Regions from separate parts of the Mus musculus genome. Here region 1 is linked to region 2. The links are chromatin contacts, called in public promoter capture Hi-C maps. All regions are on one chromosome and are shown on one strand. Each heading gives the region's core, a stretch centred on a gene start, on an enhancer-like site or on the middle of the called end of the contact. The rest is flanking DNA. Distances are from core to core; before and after follow the strand shown. Region 1 holds the start of Phka1 (phosphorylase kinase alpha 1). Region 2 holds the start of Ogt (O-linked N-acetylglucosamine (GlcNAc) transferase (UDP-N-acetylglucosamine:polypeptide-N-acetylglucosaminyl transferase)).

Evidence for each region. Capture Hi-C pulls out chosen DNA fragments and counts their contacts.
Region 1: a contact with region 2 is called in a promoter capture Hi-C map of adipose tissue. The contact joins the promoter of Phka1 here to the promoter of Ogt in region 2. A contact is called at or near these places in 1 of 39 promoter capture datasets (pre-B cells) and 1 of 9 other capture datasets (adipose tissue).

What each region holds. Positions count from the first base shown.
Region 1 is chrX:102,639,694-102,646,676 of GRCm38.p6, forward strand. It overlaps Phka1 (phosphorylase kinase alpha 1), which reads right to left and starts at 4,553. Exons shown (of 33, transcript NM_008832.2): 1 at 4,154-4,553; 2 at 2,528-2,686. The coding sequence starts at 4,231.
Region 2 is chrX:101,635,619-101,641,815 of GRCm38.p6, forward strand. Ogt (O-linked N-acetylglucosamine (GlcNAc) transferase (UDP-N-acetylglucosamine:polypeptide-N-acetylglucosaminyl transferase)) reads left to right here and starts at 4,433. Exons shown (of 22, transcript NM_139144.4): 1 at 4,433-4,704. The coding sequence starts at 4,668.

The DNA.
Region 1 (6,983 bases), core at 3,303-5,802, 1.0 Mb after region 2:
TCCACAGACCATACTATGAGAAAATTTTCCAAGTAATACTGTGAGGGCGACTGTAAATTAAGAACACTGTTAAGAGAAACACAGTGGCAAGTTACTACTGTTTCGTACAGTGTTGTATTGTGTTTTACTTGGAAAGGTGGGCTCTCAGGCACACAGAGTTTAAAGAACCACAGGACACACAGGGAAAACTAGTAAGAAGAGACATAAAAACTGGCATTTGGATCTCAACTGAGGTCAGAGCTAAAGGAAGAGAGCTGGAAATCATTCCTAAAAAGGTAATGGAAAACCCATGAGAAACAGATGAGAGACAATACAAAGAGAAGAAACTAAGAACCAGAAGTGGGGGCAGCCAAAGAGATGGTGATCTGCCTGAGTGTTTATTTTTATAGCTATAAGACATTTTTTAAAGATTTATTTATTTTATGTATATGTGTACACTGTAGCTGAACAGATGGCTATGAGCCTTCATGTGATTGCTGGGAATTGAATTTTTTTAGGACCTCTGCTCGTTCCAGTCAACCCCACTCACTCCGGTCGACCCCACTTGCTCCAGTTGGCCCTGCTTGCTCTGGCCTAAATATTCTTTTATTTATTATTATAAATAAGTACACTGTAGCTGTCTTCAGATGAACCAGAAGAGGACATCAGATCTCATTACGGATGGTTGTGAGCTACCATGTGGTTGCTGGGATTTGAACTCAGGACCTCTGGAAGAGCAGTCAGTGCTCTTAACCACTGAGCCATCTCTCCAGCCCTGAGACTTGTTTTTTATCTATGTGATCAAGAAAGGAGGGAATCTGTAAATATATATTTGTGTATAATTCTATTTACAATATAGATTAAGGAAGTTAGTTAAACCCATTTCTTATTTCCATCTGCTATTCTTATTGGTTTTCTGATTTTATGAAAGAGAAGCAAAAACGAGAGTTGGAAGAAAGGGTATATAAATGACTAACAATGCTTTGGGGGAAATCCACACAGTAATGGCAAGTTGGCAGCAGGTAGAAATTTAATCTGTGGATGTATTGGACTTAATCTATGTTCACTTACTAGTTTTACATCGGTTATTATCTCAGCACATTATCAGAATCACCTAGGTAATTTGAAAAAGACCAGTGCTCATGGATATAATTTTTAAATTCTTACTTAAACTGTTTTAAAGTGAGGTCTATCCAGTTAGGATATCGATGAAAAGCTTTCCAAGTAATTCCAATGAATGATGGAACAACAGATTTATTCTTATAATACTGAAAATTTTTGATCAAATTATATCAGGCACATAACTGAAGTTATTCTGATATTAATGTATAGCAAATCAAAACAAGGAACAAACAACTGAGATCAAAACAGCAAAACATTCAGGATAGGATATCGGACTAGAGAGGTTTTCTTAAAAAAAAATACACTCTATGTCTTCCAAATTTCTATTATGGCATTATTTCTATAAAAGTCTGTACTTGCTTCACTAGAGCAAAAACTCTTTTGTATCTCTCAGTAATGGCTTGAAGGAATTCCAAATGGCTACTGATGCTGAAGATAATACAGTGAGACTTGTCCCACTCCCAAGAACAACTTCTGAATATGTTGCTGCTTTTAAAAATAACCAGATCCCAATAACCTGATTTGTAAATCAGAAGTGGAGCTCAGATTTCTTAAGTTCAAGGAAGACGATAGGAGAAACAGCTGCTGTGGTAAGGCTCCTTCTCACTAATGGGAAAAGATCTACGTATACTTACAACTAGCATAGTACTTTATCATTAAAGGTCTTGTGTAATTCAAATGATGCCAAATGATTGCCTTTTTAAACACTTAAGATGAAGTAGTTCCTTTCTGTTCAGAAGTTCTAGAAAGGATACTAATTTATTGAGGGGAAGGTGCCTTAAAAGTTGGCTTAAAGTCATCTGCTGACTCTGACCTCAATTTGACCCCAGGCAACAGGCTCTCTAAAATTGTGGTCATAGTTATAAAGATCAACGAAGTCATTATTTTTGTCTAATGAAGAAAACCTGTTGATCTGTCAGGTCCACTCATACAGATACCACAATTATTTTCAAAAGAGAGAGGGGGGAGATAAAATAGTACACTTTGGGGAGGGAGGGAGGGAGGGAGGGAGAGAGAGAGAGAGAGAGAGAGAGAGAGAGAGAGAGAGAGAGAGAGAGAGAGAAATAAAATAATACACATTTGCTCCCAAATATTCCTTGCAATGAAAATAAAATGGTAGAACCTGAAAATACACTTAGAGAATTATTAATCTTGGGAAATATATCCAAGTAGGATTTTCAAAAGTAAAGTAATAAATAGTCTGAGCCCTCTTCCCTGAATTATAGTTTTCAAGTTTCCACCACAATAACCAAACCAGAGCAGACCACATCAGACCAAACCAAACCCACTGCAGATACAATAGTAGGAAAACCTTATAGAATGCAATTTGAGCAAGGTGGCACAAGGGCTATTTTTCCTTCAATTCCTGCTCCCCCATTACACCCACACAGAGCCCCACATCTCTGTATAGTTTTGTTTTGATTACCTGCTCCAGTTCATAGGCCTTTGCCTTGTCCTCATCACGGTCAGCATTTTTGCGATATGCCAGGCCCAAACCCCACACAGCCAGGATACTGTACACATTATCTCGGACCCAGGCATCTTTTTGATCATAGCTGGCTGGAAGCAAGCCTGTCACTGGATTCTGCAAGATCAATTAAGAGAGAGAGAGGACAGGCAACTAACCTCAGAATGTTAAAGGGAACAAAATCTAGGGAATATTTTACTTAGAAACTTTAGTCTTTCTCCTACTTCCCCATTCTCAAATTTTCGACCTTTCTTCTCTTTTAACCAGTTGCAGGTAGATACTATCCCCCAGCTTTACTGAGTTATAACTGACAATAAAAGCTGTACATATTTACTGTATACAACATGACGATTTGATACATACATGAATGTACTGTGAAATGACAATCAAGTTAATACATCTATTACCTCACTTTTTGATAGGAGGGATCTCCTCTCTCAGCAAGTTTCAACTATATATATATATATAATAAAGTAGTATGGACTAGTCAGTGTGCTGCTACTGCTGCTAATCAGCATTGCAGAACATATTTATATGAGATGAGAAAGTTTCTTCTATTTCCATGCACTATCTTAAGAATAAGGAAAGAGCTGGCTGAAAGCTTACAAGTCCAAAACACAGGTATTATTAAAATAAAGGCATTATTAGGGGTATTATCAAATGTAGTACTAAGGATGCCACTAAGTGCATTTTAAAAGAAAAATAAATATAAAAGTTAAATTCAACTAGCAACGAAAAGTCTGAAGTAAAGGAGTAGGAAAGAAATCTAGAAATATATACAGCCAGGTGCAGTGCCTTATAGCCTATAATTCTCCAGACTGACGCTCCTTCGAGGCCAGCTACATAGTGAGTTTCAGGCCATCGTGGGCTACAAAGACAGACTTGGTTTCAAAAACCAACAACTCCAAAGAGCACATATAAACCAGGTGCAGTGGCGCATACCTGTTACCCCAGCAATGGGGAGATGAAGCTCGAGGATGGGGAGTTTGAGGTCAGCATGGGCTACAAGGTAAAATCCTCTCAACAAAGGAAGAAATAAAACAACAACGGCTTAGGAAACAAACAAAAAAACCCACTGGCTTGTGGTCTGTTGTCCAAACTGTGAAGGCTATGGCAGGAAAATCCCAAGTTCAAGGCCAGCCTGAGCCACTGTGCAAAACTGTTTAAAAGTATGTACAAAGTGCCTTGACCTTCACAGTAGTCTAAGGTCTCTTAGGATGCTCTATGTTCTCATACATCTTTGGGGAAGTGGAGTGGAAGTAGATGGCCCAAACCTGGGGTGAGGGCAATAAAAAAGTGTTATTTCTTGAAACTCTGTCCCTGGAATCCTGCCATAGTTGGGAGGGTGGGGAGTTGGGGGAAGGGGTGGCATTCTGTCTGAGCTCAGAAACCATCACTCTGGAATCACTGCAGAGGGGTCGAGGGTGGGGGATTGTGATTCTCCATGCCACACTTTGATTTTACTCCAAGTTCAACATGCAACTTTCCTTCGGGATCCTTTAAGGTCTCTCCAGAGACAAATGCGTTCAGGGTTCACCCAGAGTCAGTGTCCGGAGCTCACACTTCACCCTTACCTACACTTACCTGATGGCACAGGATGGTCTGATGCACCAGCCGAGCATAGCCGTCCAGGCGGACTCCCGAGTTACTGCGGCTCCTCATGGTGCCACGTCCCTAATCCCCCACTGCACACACGGGAAGCTCGGACGCCAGGCCTACGGAAACCTTCTAAACGCTCCCTTGCTCGTGTGGCCAATGGTTCCCGCGCGTCACCTGGTTCCGGCGGCCTCAGAGTCCACTTCAGGCCGCGGCTCAGCCTCCCGCGGTCTAGGCTTCGGCCGGCAAAGACCCCGTCTCCACTCAGTCTCCCGTGGTCCCCGGGTGGCGCACCGGCATCCTCCGCTTGACTGAAGGAGACCGGGGCGGCCCTGAGACTGAAGGCCGGCGACAGCAGCGGGTCAGCGCCCCGGGTGCCGCCTCCCTTGGCGAGCGTGCGGGGGCGGGGCGTGGGTCCTGCAGCTGCGCGCTACGCCCACGGGCCAGTAGCCCGCCACCCTCCGCCCAGAATGTGTCGCCCGAGGCGCTGTGCTCTCCCCGCCCCCCCGGGGGAGTTATTTTCGAAACACTACAAGTGACTATTTTAATTTTGCACGGTTGTGCGCACAGGCTGTTGCTCTTACTTCTGAAGGACTAGTTTTAGGAACCCTCAGGAACTCTTCAAAACTGAGAGACTGGGACTGAACGATTCCATTTCCGGATCTTCAGGAGCAAAAAGTCGGATTAAGCGCCACACTCTGAAACCAACCAACCAACCAACCAACCAAATAAACACACAAACAAAAACCCCCAGCTCCCTAAGGAGTTCTTTAGCTCCTCCTTAAAGATGCGCGAATCCGCAGCGGTTAGGGAGCTTTGAGGAAGCAAGTGTCAGGCAGGCTGAGAGCAGAATAGGGAGCCAAGCAGTGGCTGAGGGTGCTCTTGATGGGACAGCTGACAGTGGGAGTTATCTGCTTTGGAAAGCTTCCTCGTAAAGTATAGGTGACTAGGCCCAAAGAACAAACATTCAGCTGAAATTAAAGTGACTGAGGAGGGCTGGGGAAGAAGGCTGCCGAGGATACAGTGAGGAGCTTGAGGAATCTGCCTCTGGCAGGCGGTCCCCAAAGGGCTTATGCTTCCGAGCTCTACTGTCCCAACCCCTAACCTTTACTCATAGCCCTCCCAAACTTCTTCTGGGCTCAGCAGGAGTACCACCTGCTTTCTGATTTGCCGGGTAAGAGAATAAGACTGTCTCTTGACCTTTCAAGTTCTAAATCTAAGCCTTCCTTGGCCACCTCACTCTGCCCACAGTGATTTTGCATTTTCGTTCTATTTTTTTTTTCCTCTCCTAAGTTTCTTCTCTTCTTACAAGCTGCCTCTGCGCCACTGCCACCTTTGTCTCTGCTGCAGCTTCTTCCTCAGGCAGTATAGCGTATAGTCAGGCACCTTGGAAGGTGACTAGTGAATATCTGATAATGGTGATGAAAGGTGAGTGCTCAAGTGCTCAGGTTGAACAGCCAGTCAATGATGCAGTTCAACACAGTGGCACGGACTTCTCCAGCAAATAGTTTCCCATTGCAGTCACAACCTACGCAAATGCGATGGCTGGCCAGTACAGCACTTCATGTCCTTAGTACACTGGGAAAGGGAGTTCGGTTTGGAGAGAACACCCTCCTGCCTATGCCCCTAACTCCCTGATATCTTGCCCTCACTCAGACTATAGGCTCAGAAACCTTTTTCTCTACCCTGGTCCCCTTCAAGTGTCTGTCGTCTAGTTTTTCTTCACCTTGATATTTAAGCACATTTTCAAACATTAAAGTAGTATATGATCATTAAAGAAAAATTGCAAAATACAAAAAGGTGAAATAAAATATTGAAATCATAATTCCCCACACCACTATCTTCTTTCTACTCTTTATATTCCTTATGCATAGACCTCCCTTCACCTCATGATAGCATGACTGGATTAGGAATGGCAGAGGTGTGGCATCACTAAGAATGATAGCTAGCTGGCTATCAGCAGACCCTGTTGGCTGGCATTGCCCTGGTGCTTTTATCCTTGGTCCAATTTAGACTTTCAGTCTTGTAGTCTTAGAAACTTGATCTGCTCAGTGTCCCAGAACCAGTAAGACCCAGGAGGCTGACTCATGCTGACTACCTCACAAGAGCTTGGTGCATGAAAACCAGGATGCTGTTTGATATTGAGAAACAAAACTGTAACAGCTTATGTTAACCCGAACACTACATTTTCTCCCTTTAATAAGTTGGAATTTTTATTATATACCTTATATAATGGCCCTGTTAAGTAGATAAACTTCTGATTAATATATATTAGTTGTACAAAATAGGGGGTTTCATTGAAATGTATTAATAATTAAACCTATCTTAGAGGTGGAGAAATGAAGACACATAAAAATTAACTAGTTGGAAGTGTGATCTTCCATGTTGGTTTCGTTGACTCCTTTTATATATGTTTCCAGGTCTCACAGGCACTTATTTTTTAGATATATCTAATTATAAATCAAATTATAGTTGTCAGTCTGAAGTCATTGCTTCTTTTTAAAATCATCAACATGTAAAAGTTGTACATATTTATGGGATACTGTGTGATGTTTTTGATGCATGTCCATGTTGTATAGTGTTCAAAATAATATGAAAGTTAACTCTTCCTAAGAGTTTCAATATTACAAATAAAGTTAAATCCAGTTCTCTCTGTTTAATATCTTCTACCATAGTCTTCTTTGTTCCCCTTCTGAAAGTAGCCACCATTATTGGATTGATTTGTATCCTTTCAAGTTGATTCTTAATATATTTATTTGGAAATATGCATATAAAATGTACTATTGCTTTGTTTGTATTTTTAAAATTTTGCTATTTC
Region 2 (6,197 bases), core at 3,183-5,682:
TTGGGAGACAGAGGGAGTTGGAGTTCCAGGCTAGCCTGGTCTACAGAGTGATTTCCAGGACAGTCAGGGCTACACAGAGAGAACAGGTCTCAGGAAAAATAAAAAAGAGCCAAAAACATCAAAGCAATGTGTCCCTCAATACATTGATTAAAATTTCACATCTATAACTGAAATAGTTACAGCAGCAAAAGCTTTCTAGAGCACTGAAAGTTTGTTACCTCGGCTTCAATCTCTTTTTCTTAACCACGAAGTGAAGGGTGCAGAGTTTTCACCCATAATCTTTCAGCAGTGCTAGAAAGTCCTTCACTTTGTTCGGTAAGGTAGATTTGGAAATAAGTCTATTAGGGTATGTGGACATTATGCAAATAGCACATGAATGGTGATATTGCATTGGTCAATCTAACAGGGGAAATTGTACATTCAAACAAAGTAGGTCTTGAATAACAAAAAGCTCTATTTCTAGAGCCCCTTGTTGAATGTTCAATTAGATCAACCAATTGTCTTTCTACATCTGGTTGTTCATGACAGCCAAATCTGCCTTTTGAGTGTTCCAGTCTACTGGGAAGTGCTTACCATGGACAAGAAAAACAAAAAAAACAAAAAACAAAACAAAAACAAAAACAAAAACAAAAAACAATGCTTATTAGAGCCACCCAGAAAGAACAACAACAAAAGATCTAGCACCTGAGCTATTGTCTGTCTTCCAGTGTGATTTGTCCCCACTCCTATCCTTTTCTTTGCAAGTTTCTTTCAGCCCCTTGGAAGGCTTCTCAGTATCATGTGATCACCCTTCTCCACTAAAATCACAGGAAGAGGCAGAGTCAGGATCAAAACCAAAAGGCTAGGATCTACTTTCAGGCATAGATTCTGGGCTGGAGAGCCCTCAGAGCCTCTTTGGATTTGCTTATTCTGCATTGGAGGTAGTGGGAGGTAGATTAGTGGGATAGCATGACTCACTTCAGGGCTCTGCAAGAAAAGTCTTGTTGGTGCAAATAAGTATACCATGATCCTCTTTTTGAGGGAAGAGTTACTCCCACTTGAGAAGAATCAGGAAGATAACTGAGCGGACAATAGCCTCTTATCCATAAACACAGAAAATAGTACCACAGGCTCATAGCCATAAGGAGAAGACTCAGTCTCTTATTTTGAGATCCAGAGCTCCTTAGTGGATTTATTTAGTTCTCTCCCCTGCTCCCCCCTCCCGCGCTCCCCCCCCCCCTTTGTAAACAGTTTCAGGCTGTAGACTGTGAACATCTTTTTTTGGACAACATTACGTGGTAGACTGGGATTGGAAGGACAAATCAAGGTTTTGACTTCTCACTTTTTGTTTTGTTCTCTTTTTGAAGAGGATCCCACATTGTAGCGCAGCCTAATCTGGAACTCATTTACGTAGCCCTGGGTGGAGCCAGGAGGATCACCTCAACGTCCCAAGTGCTGAAATTCCAGGCCCTAAGGACCAAGATCAGGTTCAGCTTTCCTTTCATTTTGATGTGCCTTATCATAGAGGTTATAGATCAAGAAAGCAAGTGATGATTAAAGAGGGAGGGGGACCTAACTGGCCTTTGAGTCCTGATATCTTTATTTTTCTCAAATCTTTAAAGCCTACTGGCGCCAGAGAGGAAAAGTACTCCCCCTGGGCTGAGCTCCAGAGGGTGCCTTCCTAGGCCTCTCTCGGCTTTTGTTTTGCAGAGCAGTTTCCCAATGTATCTCTAAGGCTTTAGACATTACAGCTGTGTTGGTTTTTCCTCCCTGTTTTCACTGTTGTTTTTCCAGCTGGCTACTGTTTTCAGCCCAGCAGCCACCAAGTAAGAAATTCTCAGTTCCCAAGTTCACTGGCTATGTTGGTTATACGACCACAAACCAGTTTGGTTTTCTTTAATCTTATTCCAAGTTGAAAAAGAAAAAAAAAAAATGGGGGAGGCCAGTGAGGTGGCTCAGGAGGCAAAGGAGCTTGTTGTTCGAGCCTTCAGTCCCCAAATGTGGAGAGAATCCTACAAAGTTTTCCTTTGACTTCCACACGCATACCGTCGCATTCACACTGTGGCACACTCCCCACCCCCCATAACAATAATAAATACACTACAATATTTTTGGAAGTTTTTTTCTTCCTTTCTGGGAGGATTTCAAGACCAGTTTTCTTTCTTGTGACTGGGTACCGAATCCAAGGGGCTCTCTCCACGCATCTAGAGAGCCTGCGGTGCAGTGTCAATGCATTCTGTTCAGCTTCATTTATCTTTTGGGACAATCTTCCAGTGACTGCAGCTGGGTGCACATCTCCAGCGCTTGCTCATGGCATTGCTTCAAAAAGGATGCTTTAAATGAACAGACTCCAGGGGGATGCTACAGGATAGATAGGAAACTGTTGCACGGTAAATGGTGTTAGAGTAGTGGAGTTTGGAATTAGAATGGAAGCAGTTGATGTATTTTACAAAGGACTACAAATTTCAAATTGCTGCATAAAAAAGGAAAAGAGAAAAAGAGTAACTAGAAGAAAAAAAATGAAAGGAGCACAGAAGCACCCCACTCCCCGCATTGCCCAGTACCAGCCTCTGTCTTCAGACCCCCTCTAGTCTGAGGTTCCCTTTCCAGACAATAGATCAAATGGGCTTCATTAAAATAACCCTCGGTATTCTTATTAAGCAGCATTTTGGGTCTACCTAAGCATATTGGAACTCCTTGAGGGCAAAGAGTTTGTCTTTTTCATTTTATGTTTGCCACAGTGCCTCGGATATAGAGATTTTAGTAAATGTTAATTTGTTGGCTGAAGAAGTTAGGCTTGACTGGTAAATCCCTGGAACCAAACCTCCAAGATCCTATTATTGGAGGCTCCTGGACCAATTCCTTGAAGGAGTTTTCCTTCCTGAGCTACATGAGCCTCACAATCCAATTTTTTCATAGCAGCGTGAGACTCCTTTCAGATGAGGGAACCCCAGATCAGTTTTCTATGAGTCAAATAGCTGTCCGACTGGGAGCATGACCTGACATTTAACGACTTTTTACTTAATTAACTATCACGCACTAATCAAGAAGGCCTAAACATCTGCTAGTAGAATCTGAGTTGCCTTTCTTAATGAGGAAAAGCTGAGTTCTTTCAACAAAGGTGGATCACTTGGTGGGTTTGGGGCTTGCCAGGTGTATCAAATGAAAAGATAAGGCCAATCAATATCCAGGAGAGTTTGAATGGCAAGCTTTCTTTTTTACTACATGTTGTGGTTCTGTGGGGCAGAAGAAATGAACAATATTATCAACTTTTTCTGCACTCATAATCCAAAGTTCATAGGTTGTTTGGCAATCTCAAGAAACTGAAACAGCCTTTGAGGATTTGTTTTTTATTTCACCAAGGAGCTAGACAGCAAACATTTTTACACAAGCTCACTAATTTTTCCTAGATCAAAGAGTTTTGAAACGGAAAGACTCTAAGAGAGCTAACTGTAGTCCCCAGTGGCTTGTAATAATCACTTAGTGACGTGTCTTAAAACTGTCAAGGAACAAGGCAGGAAATATAAATTAATAACAATGTGACAAAAATGTCCAAACACTGGGCTTGAAACCGTAAGAGGATCCAAAGAGCTGTTTTGTCAAAGGAAGGCAATTGGAAATTCATTGTAGTTGTGTGGTTTAGGAAGAAGGCAAAGGAACACAGTTTGCTTTGTTGAATTGCCTTAAGCTCCAAGGCATTTGCAGTCCTTAATGATTCTGACGAAACAAGGTCACAATTCAGGATCAGGAATTTTGAGGAAAAAGGCATCCTCTTTAACATTTCTGTGGTTGCTTTTGACATGCAAACTCCTAGCATTTACCCTGTTACCATCCCGAATCTCACAAACGATTTTGAATTTTAGGGTTATATGGTTCAAATCGAACACATTTGGGTTCACTCAGCTCAGGGAGACTGTCCGTTTTTCTCATCAAAGTACTTAAATTCATGGGTGGAGTCTGAATCAAAAAGCATTCAAATCGAACCGGCTCCCCCATTGTTTTGAACAGCCCCGTCTCTGAAACGCAAATATTCGCGTTTACTTGCTTAGAACTAACACGTTGGTCGTGTAAACTACCCTTTTCTGTTGAATGGAGTTAATTAAACTTTTCTAGACGCTCTGACATTCTAACATCGACATCACTGACCAGGTAGTAGACTCGTACTTTAGCGCTTGCCAAAAAAAAAAAAAAAAAAAAAAAAAAAAAAAGTAATCGACGGGCGTTTTTTGCCCTTCCGCCTTGCTCTTAAAAACTTGCTGGCTCTTGCCCCATAGGGAGCCCTTAACCCGGAGTTGCCTAGACAGGGTTGTCGCATGCGCTCTCTACAGTCATGTTTGTCGCAATGGACCTTGGGCGGAAGGTTACGTAAGAGCAAATGACTTTGATTACAGTCACTTGGTCGGTAGTCTTGTTACGCGCTACCTCCGCGGGGTACTTGATTATAACAGAAAGTAGTTCCGGCTTGTGTTGTTTCGGTCGAGGAGCCCTCGCCGCCATTTCAAGACAGTGAGAGGTAGATGTCTACCAAGAGTTCCTAAGATTCGAGTTCAGTATTCTGTGCCGCCCCCTGAGCCCTTCAAAACACTGATACGGCTGCTGCCTTTTTTCTGCTACTTCTAGAACCATTCTTGTCAGTAGTGGCGGCAGTAGAAGTCAATTACCCCTTGTTCTATCTCAAGAAGCTCCAGATGGCGTCTTCCGTGGGCAACGTGGCCGACAGTACAGGTACTAGTGTCCCATTCTACTCTGGCAGACGTCCCTTTGGGGTCTGGCGCCGTCTTGTATCTTTCATTACTTCCCTCTGACCATCCCCATTACATCAGTGGCATTACTGAGCTCTCGAGTTCTACTGCTATCTGATCGGGTTTGGTGCTGCCGTCCGTTCGTAAACATTCTCTAGTTGCTTGCTTGCATTTTGCTTGCTTTGGGGGCTTTTTCGTTGTTGCTTTATCCCATCAGTGTTGTAGCCTTCTCTCTCGGGACGAATCTATAGCACACGTGCGCGCTTAGTGTGTCTTGGAATGGGCTGCATTGGAATCTCTGCAATTTCTGTCTCCCGTCGCAACTGTTTTCTCCCTCAATTTCAGCCCGTCGCTCCCTCCCGTGCGCTTCCACCTCCTCCCCAAAGCCCCTTTCCCTTAGCCACATTTGGTCCTCCTTTGCCAGGCTAGGGCGGGGATGCTATTTCGGTGTAATCCTAGCCTCACTTTGCATCAGGCATGACTAGCGAAGGCTCCTCGGTGTGCTTCCAAGTAGCACCAAGAAGAGCTACTTGAGCCCGCACCCCGCCGGGGCAGCGCCTTGTGTTCTTGGGTTGAGCGGCCCCGATTTAGGTTGGAAATTTCCAGGGGTTCTCTTAGCCATCACCCAATTGCACCCGCTGCCCCAGTACGGAGTTTCCTACCCTGGTCAGCCCTCCCTGCTTGTTGCAACCACACCCTTCCTCTGCGAACGTGCCAGCCCGACAGTCGTTTCTTATCCTCAGGGAAGAAACCACCTCGGTGTGTTGCTTGGCGGCGACCACCCTGCCCGCCCTCCTAATTCTCTTTCTTTGTGTTACTTTCTCTATGTATTCCTCCGCCATGGCCTCTGGGTTTTCATCCCCATTCTTTAGCCCAGTATCTCTTTATCCATAGGGTGTGCATTATTATTTCTTTTTTAAGTTTCCATCCTTGCTTGAAGAGTTTGTAAAGCAACTGGAGTGTAGCTGCACAAGTGCAAAGCGGTTGCCTCTTTTCAACGATGCATCTCCAAGCCTTTGCTACAGAAAATAAGAAAACAACCAAATTGTAGGAGTGTCCTTCAACTGCCTTTCCAGATTGAGGCTGTTTGGGGCGGGAGGGGATGGGGAACCAGGCTGCAGCTCTAAGGTTCCCGAGAGGTTATTGTTTCTCAGTGTCTAGGTTTTAGTTGACGATTTTGAATATTGTGAGATAAATAGATGACTCTAAAATAGTATCTCATCCTTAATAGATGGGAATGGGATCAAGATTTCCACCTTTCTGTTTCCCCATCATGATTTTCAAAAATGTAAGATTCTGTCGTAGGTTTTTGTAAGAACTTGCTCTTTTCTGACTGTTAACTTTATTTGAAGAAATGGTCATTTCCAGTATTAAAAGAGCAGATATGTGACTTTGGAAAGTGATAGGTAATGTGCTAAATTTAGGAGCTAGAAAGTGCTACGTTCTTGTCTAACATGTAATTTTCTAGTTGATCTT